Regions from separate parts of the Mus musculus genome. Here region 2 is linked to region 1. Evidence: chromatin contacts called from public Hi-C data. All regions are on one chromosome and are shown on one strand. The core of a region is the stretch at or near the end of the contact, and the rest is flanking DNA. Distances in the headings are between cores, read along the strand shown.

Evidence for each region. A called contact is a pair of places that touch in the nucleus more often than the background predicts.
Region 2: a Hi-C map of the G1E-ER4 cell line shows a contact between it and region 1, with 2.1 times the contacts expected there. The contact joins two enhancer-like sites. A contact is called at or near these places in 1 of 15 datasets of contacts at CTCF or cohesin (the G1E-ER4 cell line) and 1 of 484 Hi-C or Micro-C datasets (the G1E-ER4 cell line).

Annotation. Positions count from the first base shown.
Region 1 is chr19:35,418,085-35,422,604 of GRCm38.p6, forward strand. No RefSeq gene overlaps it. Among named protein-coding and RNA genes, the nearest start is that of Gm24006, 220 kb to the left of the region's middle. Within about 2 kb of position 1,972, at least 2 of the 459 cell types and tissues checked have an H3K27ac peak or open chromatin away from gene starts, as enhancers often do. A contact at or near this core is called in the G1E-ER4 cell line, where this site is marked.
Region 2 is chr19:35,638,050-35,642,569 of GRCm38.p6, forward strand. No RefSeq gene overlaps it. Among named protein-coding and RNA genes, the nearest start is that of Gm25611, 120 kb to the right of the region's middle. Within about 2 kb of position 2,047, at least 5 of the 459 cell types and tissues checked have an H3K27ac peak or open chromatin away from gene starts, as enhancers often do. A contact at or near this core is called in the G1E-ER4 cell line, where this site is marked.

The DNA of each region.
Region 1 (4,520 bases), core at 722-3,221:
GACATATGGCTGTGAGTCTCTCTCTCTCTCTCTCTCTCTCTCTCTCTCTCTCTCTCTCTCTCTCTCTCTCTCTCTCTCTCTCTCTTTCTCTCTCTGCTTTTCTGCCCAAGAGGATAGCACAAGAAAGACATCACTCAATCATGTCACCTCGATCTTGAACTTCATAATATGCATGGCTATGGGAAATACATTTTGGCTCTTTTTAAGTAATCTAATCATAGGCATTTTGTTTCATCAGAACAAGAAGGACCGGGAGAAGCTTCACTGTCAGGCACCCTATCACACCCTTCTTATTTATCGTGGTTTGACCAACAAACAGCAAAAATCTGCTCACTCTTAGAATTAGTCAGGAATTGGTTATGAACAGTTTCTTCCAGTCTGTTACCCTGGCCTCAGACCCAGACCCTAGGGCTTCAACCTTTCCCCAGAGCAAATGTTTTCTTATAAAACAACAGGAACTCAGTGTTATACTCACCAGATGGTAGGAGCTAGGCAAGTTCTAATCTGACAACACAGAAGAAAGTGTTCCCAACACCATTCTGTTTCTTCCATTTTACTATTTATTGGATTTGTGATTGTTTAATTCCAACAATTCGTTAACATTTTCAGAAAGGTTAGGTCACAATGTTTTTTTTTTTTTTCCTATCCTTCCCAAGAGTGTACATCATATGCAGTTACAGCCTCAGGGCAAGAACAATTTTAGTTCTCTATGAGGACTCTCCTTTGCTATGACTTGTAGCATTTCTGTTAAATATTGTATAATGTTTTCCCAACATATTGAAAAACTCCATGAAAATGTTTGCATATCTCTTTAGTACCATTTGCCAGCAGTGCCTGGAAGTTACTATGACAACTACCTTTAAAATTAAAAACTGAAATTAAAAGTTCTGCATAATTGAAAGGACTGTCTGACACATGGTTTTTAATGATGGGATTTCAGAATTAGCTGTGCCTAAGTGTTTAAGTTCGTTTTTATTAGGATACAGTTTTAGAAATCACCGTTGGATATGTTATTGAACTAAATTTGCTCTCCATGCAAGCTATACTAATCTCACTGCCAGAAAATCTTTACTTTTTTATGCAGTGTGCCTGGTAAACAGATTCTGCTCTCTGAGCTGTCAGCACCAAGTTCCTCTGTGCAGTGCAGGCATCTTACATCTCCAAGACATATATATTGTATATAAGGAAGATTTCTGCAAGAATTAAAATTAGGACATTTTATATCTACAACTAAATTTACATTTTATAATAATCTTACAAAGTGGTATGGTTCTTGTCTTGCACATAAAGAAACAATCAGACTACCTTTAAGGGTCCTAAAGTCAATGAATGCCAGTACAGTACTCACACCCATATTTGTTTACTTCAAAAACTGTCCACAGCCATATACAATCTATTATGTGCTTTATTTTTAATTTCACATTTGTGTAGTCTGGTTACAAGAGTTCAAAAGCAAAAACAAACACAAAACCCTCCATAATGTTGCAAGTAGCTCTGAGCAAAGGTCCTATGAACTGAGTAGGGCATTTGAAGGTGACTGACATTATGCCTCTACTTTTGTGATATACCTATCCCACCACAACTGATACACCTGAGAGAGGAAGTGAGCCGACTTTTTGATATAGTTTGGATGTGGTTTGAGTGAATTTAAGTGTGAGAAGAATGGTCTCCAGTGTGGTATTGTTAACATTTGGTGGGACCTGTAAGACGTGAGGCATAGTGGGAGGGCTATTGATCACTAGTACTCTATGAAGGGATTTCCAGAGTTCTTGTGTGACATTTATCTCATTCTGACTTTTTGTCTCCTGTGACTTGAATATAAATTGTTCCCACAAATCATAAATAGGACATTTGTTCCCAGCAGGTGGCACTGTTATGGAAGTTATAGAAAAACACTGAGCAGGGAGTATCTTGGAGGAAGGGTCACTCCCCTTGCTGCTTAACATAGTCTCTAATCTCTTCCTGTCCCTGCTGTGGTTTCTGTCTATGGTGAGGACAAGAATCCAGGCATTTGTCAACACATGAAGCCTAGTTTACTGAGTTTGATGTGGTGAATGCACCGGGCACTTCTGACATGATTGTATGTCATGCAAACAATGGGTTTAGTGTGCTATAACCATTACATAAAAGAGGTTGACAGTATAGTTTAGGCCATCTGTTTCTTAATGGTGTTTTGACTCCCTTCTTATCAAAGACATTTATCAGAGATAGCCCTTTCCTTTACTCCTGACTTTTTAAGTTTTGGAGGTGTGAATTCTTTATCTTTTTATTTTCATGAATTTATGTTTTATATTTAAAGTATATTTCTAGGCATCAGCAACAGTTGTCTGGGTTTGGTGTCTGCAGATGGCATGGATCCCTAGGTGGAGCAGTCTCTGGATGGCCTTTCCTTCAGTCTCTGCTCTACTCTTTGTCCATGAATTTCCTTTAGACAGGAACAATTCTGAGTTAAATTTTTTGAGATGAGTGGGTGGCCCCATATCTCAACAGGCACCTAAGCCTATCCACTGGATATGGTCACTACAGGTTCTATCTCCCCTTTTTTTTTGTGTATTTCAACTAATGCCATCCCTGTTGGGTTCCGGGAACCTCTTGCTTCCCTGGAATCTGGAAATTTCTACTGGATATCACTAGTTCTCCATCCCCCACTGCTACATATTTCTATTCAATTTCCTGAGCCTCTGTACTTCTCTCCTGTCTCCTCCCACACCTGATCCTGTCCCCTTTTCCCTCCCTCTCCTCTCTCTCTTCAAGGTCTCCATTCCTCTACCTCCATTGATTATTTTGTTCCCCCTTCTAAATAGGACAGAAGCATCCACACTTTGGTCTTCCTTCTTCTTGACCATATGGTCTGCGAGTTGTATCATGGGTATTCTGAACATTTTTTCCCCCTAATATCCACTATTCAATGAGTACATACAGTGTGTGTTCCTTTGTGACTGTGTTATCTCACTCAGGATGATATTTTCTAGTTCCATCCATTTTCCTGTGGATTTTATGAAATCATTGTTTTTAATAGCTGAGTAGTATTCATGCTGACAGGAGGTGGGTATAGCTGTCCTGAGAGGCTTTGCCAATACAGATGAGGATGCTCATGGACAACCACTGGACTGAGCATGGGGACCCCAATGGAGGAGTTAGGGGAAGGAATGAAGGAGTTGAAGGGGATTGCAACCCCATAGGAAGAACAACAATCCCAACCAACCAGCATCTAACCACTGTTCCAAGCTCCCAGAGAGTAAACCACCAACTAAAGAGTACACATGGAGAGACCTATGGCTCCAGCTACATATATAGCAGAGGATTCCCTTATCTGGCATAAATGGGAGGGGAGGCCCTTGGTCCTGTGGAGGCTTGATGCCCCAGTGTACAGGGATGCTAGGTGGGTGAGCACTGACATAGAGGCAGGGGGAGGGGGAAACCTTGAAAGGGGATAACATTTGAAATAGTAAATAAATAAAATAACAAAAAATAATATGCAAGAATGTTTCCATGACTCCCGGGGTGAGTGTGTGGGTGGGTAATACAATACTAAATTGTTTCTGTCATATATATTTTTTGGCACCTTTTCTGCAAAACAAGTTTCCTTTATATTTGCAACATAAACATAATAATTTTATTTGGAGTTTTAAAATTGATGTGTACTTCCTTTTTTTTCTGTATAGAAACAAAGAATTTCCAGCTTGGTGTTTAGAGTGTTTCTCTCTAAATGGCACTTCTATGCTGACCTATCTTTGCTGAGCCCATCCTAGACAAGTATTACTAATGGATACATCTAGAATCAACCTGCTAGTCTTTGAAGAGTTTAAAATAAAAATAAAACATAAAGTATAATGTTGTTCCACCTATAGGGTTGCAGATCCCTTTAGCTCCTTGGGTACTTTCTCTAGCTCCTCCATTGGGAGCCCTGTGATCCATCCATTAGCTGACTGTGAGCATCCACTTCTGTGTTTGCTAGGCCCCAGCATAGTCTCGCAAGAGACAGCTACATCTGGGTCCTTTCAATAAAATCTTGCTAGTGTATGCAATGGTGTCAGCGTTTGGATGCTGATGTATCAAAAGATGGCCTAGTCGGCCATCACTGGAAAGAGAGGCCCATTGGACTTGCAAACTTTATATGCCCCAGTATAGGGGAACGCCAGGGCCAAAAAGGGGGAGTGGGTGGGTAGGGGAGTGGGGGTGGGTGGGTATGGGGGACTTTTGGTATAGCATTGGAAATGTAAATGAGCTAAATACCTAATAAAAAATGGAAAAAAAAAACCATAAAGTATATTTCTAACAGACAGCATATGAGAGAGGAGTACTTTTTGAGGAAGGGTCTCTGTTTTTGCAGCTTAATCTCTAGTCTCTGCCTGTCACTGCTGTGCTTTCTATGTTTTTTGTTTTGTTTTGTTGGGATATTTTTGGTTTTTTGTTTTTTACATTGCTTCAATAATCTCTGCCTTTTACTTAGAAATATTTATCCATTAGCACCTAGTGAGTTATTGGTATGATTTTTTTCCTTTGTCTAAAATTATCAT
Region 2 (4,520 bases), core at 797-3,296, 220 kb after region 1:
GTAGGAGTTCTCTGGTAGAATTTTTGGGGTGGCTTGTATATACTATCATATCATCTGCAAATAGTGATACCTTGACTTCTTCATTGAAGAGAAAGTGGGAAAGAGCCTCAAACTCATTGCCATAGGGGAGATTTCCCAAATAGAATTCCAATGGCTCAGACTCTAAGATCAAGAATTGATAAACAGGACCTCATGAAACTGAAAAGCTTCTGTACAGCAAAGTACATAGTCAATAGAACAAATTGGCAACCTACAGATTGAGAAAGAAAAAAAAAAAACTTCACTAACCCCACGTCTGAAAGATGATTAATATCCAAAATACATAAAGATCTCAAGAAGCTAACACCACAAAAACCCAAACAACCCAACCAAAAATGGGGTATAGAACTAAACAGAGAATTCACAACAGGAATATCAAATAGCTGAGAAGCACTTAAAGAAATGTTCAAAGTCCTTAGTTACCAGAGAAGTGCAAATTAAAATGACCCTGAGATTTCACCTTATACCAATCAGTATGGCAAGATTAAAAAACTAAGGTGACAGCACATGTTGGCAAGGATATGGAGAAAGAGGAACACACCTCCATGGGGGGGGGGTGGGGATTGCAAACTGGTACAACCACTCTGGAAATCAATTTGGAGGTTCCTCAGAAAATTAGAAACAGAGCTCCCTGAAGACCCCACTATACCACTCTTAGGCATATACCCAAAAGATGCTCCACCATGCTACAAGATTATGCACTTCATTATGGACATGGTGGCATTATGTCTGATAGATAGAATCTAGAAACAACCCAGATGTCCCACAATGGAAGAATAGAAACAGAAGATGTGGTTCACTTACGCAATGAAATACTATCCAGTTATGAAGGATGAGGACGTCATGAGTTTTTACAGGCAAATGGATGTAATTATAAAATATCATCCTGAGTGAGGCAATTCACACCCAAAGGTGCATGCATGGTATGTACTCACTAATAAGTGGATATTAGCTTTAAAAGAACAGAATCTCCAGGAAACAATCCACAGAACTAAAGAAAGTTAACAAACCAAAGGGCCCAAGTGAGGATGCTTCAATCCCACTTGGAGGGAGAAAAAAGCAATCAGGAGGCAGAGGGAGGGAGGCACATGGATGGGAGAGGGAACAAGATCAGGTAGTGGGGAGGGAGGGCTGAAGTCCTGAAGGCCAGCAGAAAGAATGGAAACAGGCAACCTCAGGAGGTAGGAGTTGGAGGCACCCTATAGAGTGTACCAGAGACCTGGGAGGTGAGAGCCTCTCAGGACTTAAACTGAGGGATCTTAGATGAAATCCCCTACAGTGAGGAGAGGGAACTTGTAGAGTTTACCTCTAGTAGAAAGACAGGGTGTCAAGTGGAGGGCTGAGGTTGCCATCCCACTACCAAAAGCTCTGACCCAGAATTGTTCTTGTCTGAAAGAACTGCAGGGGGAAAAAAATGGAGAAAAGCCTGAGGGAAAGGAGGTTCAATGACTGGCCCCTAGGGTTGAATTAGGAAAAATCTGTAAGTAGTTGTGGAGAAGGGTGACGCTTTAGGAAGACCAGCAGTCTCAACTGACCTGGTCCCCTGAGATCTCTCAGATACTGGGCCACCAACCAGGCAGCATGCAGGAGCTGATATGAGGTCCCCAACACATATATACCAGAGGACTTCCTGGTCTGGCGCCGGTGAGAGAAGAAGCACCTTATTCTGGAGAGACTTGAGGCCCCCCAGGGAGTGGGGAGATATGGTGGGGTGGGGGTTGGGGGTGGGGACATCCTCTTGGAGAAGAGGGAGGAGGTATGAGATGAGAAATAGTTAGAGGGTGGACCTGAAGGGGAATAAAGACTGTGCTGTAAAAACAATGATTAAAGATTTTTTTTTTAAAAAGGAAAAAAAAAAAAGAAGAAAGAAATTCTCTCTGTGCTACTTTTACTGGGAAACTGTTTTTAAATTAGAGTGCTAAGGAAAGAACTTAATCGAGTTTATGCACTCATGCTTCTAGGGTTTGCCTAGGCTGCAAACAGGGCATGGGAGGTGACTGGGCAGTTCAGAAACTGAATACTGCTGCTTCTCCAGAGGACACACCCATGATGGGAGGCTCACATCTGCTTTCAATTCAAGGTTCAGATGATGCAATGTACTTTGGGTTTCCGAGGGAACATTTATCTACATGCACAGGTACACACACACACACACACACACACACACACACACACACATACACACACACAAATGAAAACAAGGACTGACAATTGCTATAAAGAACATAACAGAATGAACCATATGATCGCTATACTGAAGTCTTTTGGAGTATTTTCTCTTCTCCTCCCCACATGAGTACTTGACTGTAAGAGGCAACATAGCAAGAACCATGTTTCCACACAGATCACTATGTTTGTTCTGAAATTAAAAATAAAATAAATAGCAAGTGCAAAGGTATGTTGATCTGTTAAACAAAGTTGGAAGATTTTTTTTTCTGTGTAGATAGCATGGAATATTTTAAGCTTTGTGGACTGTACAGTGAGGTCTTTTTGTTATTGGTTTGTTTGTTTTGCTTTATTTTGTTTTATTTTTTGTTTTGGGGGGGTTCCTCTTTTGTTTTTTGGTTTTTTTTTTCCCACTGGACATTGCAAAACAGCAGCCACAGCAATAGGTGTAGCCATCAAAATAGCTGTGCCTCCAACTACTTACAAAACACATGCAGGTCACATCTGGTCTGCAGGTGATTGTTTGCTGGCCTCTGCTATCAAGCTCCCTGCTACACAAAGCCTTATTTTTGTGTTTAGATCATTGTCTCACACAGATAATGTGGCAGAAGAAGGATTGGGTTTAGGAGCTATCTTCCAGCTTCGTCACTGACTGAGCCCTCCCTGAAGTGAGAAGGAGATAAACAGTAAACCCTCTCCCGAAGCCTGAAATGTTTAAATCTTGTATCGATTGGCTAGATAATTCATGGGGAGCATCTCTTCTCCGGCTGTGAAGTCTGAAACAGATTTTATCACTACAAACCATGAAAGCTAACCCTTAGCAGGTGGATTGTGCACATGGGTCTCTGACCAACAACCACGAATACAACTTCCTTATCAGAGGCAAAAAAGTTGATGTTGAAAAGAAAAACTTACTGAAATAACCACGATGAGACAGCAGGTTTCCTTTCATATTTCATATTTTATGTGCACACCTCAACTGAAGTGTGCATGAGATTAAAATGCCATATTAACATTTTACTTAGATATACATTTTATTTACATGCCATGTGTAATATTTAATCATGATTGTCAATCTTATGGGATTTAGAGTCACCGAAGAAATAAATCACTGGGCATGTCTGCAAGGAAAACTCTAAACTGGGTTAGTTGATGTGGGAAGACTCACCCTAAATATAGTCAGCACCATTCCACAGTCAAAGATCTGGGACTGAATAAAATAGAAAAAAAAAAAAAAAACCAAAACACATCAAATTGAATATCAGCATTCATCTCTGTCTATGGTTCCTGGCTGTATATGTGGCGTGGTCAGCCATCTGACACTTGTGCCATCATGAAGGGCTTTGTCCCCTCAAACTGTGAGACAGAACATTGCCTCCATTCCTTAAGTTTCTTTTTGTAAATTTCTAGGTCACAACAATAAAGAAAGAAGCAGGACAGAGTGAATACTTTAAAGATGAGGTCCCACTTAACCCAGGGTGCTGTTTGGGAAAGGGGGCTCAAATACATTAATGGTAATGAGCTTGCAAATTTGGGAAACCAAATGAGTCATCGTCAACCATAGATGGCATCAGTTACATCAGTGACTGTTACAATGCATGGAGATAAAGAAAGGAATAAAATACATAAATGATAATTGTATTTGGTATACATTTAGTAATATTTATTGTAGCTAAACACTTAGAATTATTTTTCCTAAAGATAATAGAATTAAAATGTAAATTAATGAGCACTGATTCATTGAGACGATTCAGAAAATTATGAATGTTGAGCAAAATGTGTGCACTTGGCAAAAACAGTTCTAATTCAAAGATGATTTCCAGCTTTATAAGCTTATAATGTCAAACTGTAACATCTACTTCTTGAATATATTAGCTGAAGCAATGTTTAAATGCTCTCCGTAGGCAGGATATAGTAGCAAAGACTCAACAGATGCTGAGACATGAATGAAAAAAAACAGAAAGACCTTTTAATAGAACACGAAGACATGTTTATGGATTTCCACAGATGAAGAAGCCAGCGGGCTCAGAGTCCTGACTCACCTACAACTGCATATCGGAGGAGCAGAAAGAAAAGTTTGAGTTCTCAGTCTTACCCTAGGGTTCCTTTCAATACACCACTCTGAGCCGACAGGTAGGCAGCAAGAGCAAGAAGAGCAGGCTACAGACAAGATGCAAGTGCCCTACGGAGGAAAATCGGGGCTTTCTTTAAAACAGATACAGAAATATTCAAAGTGCCTGAGTGGGGAAAAAGGAAGAGAAAGATAGAGAAAAGAAAACAAGAAAAGGGAGAGGGAGAAGGAAAGGAAGGGAAAG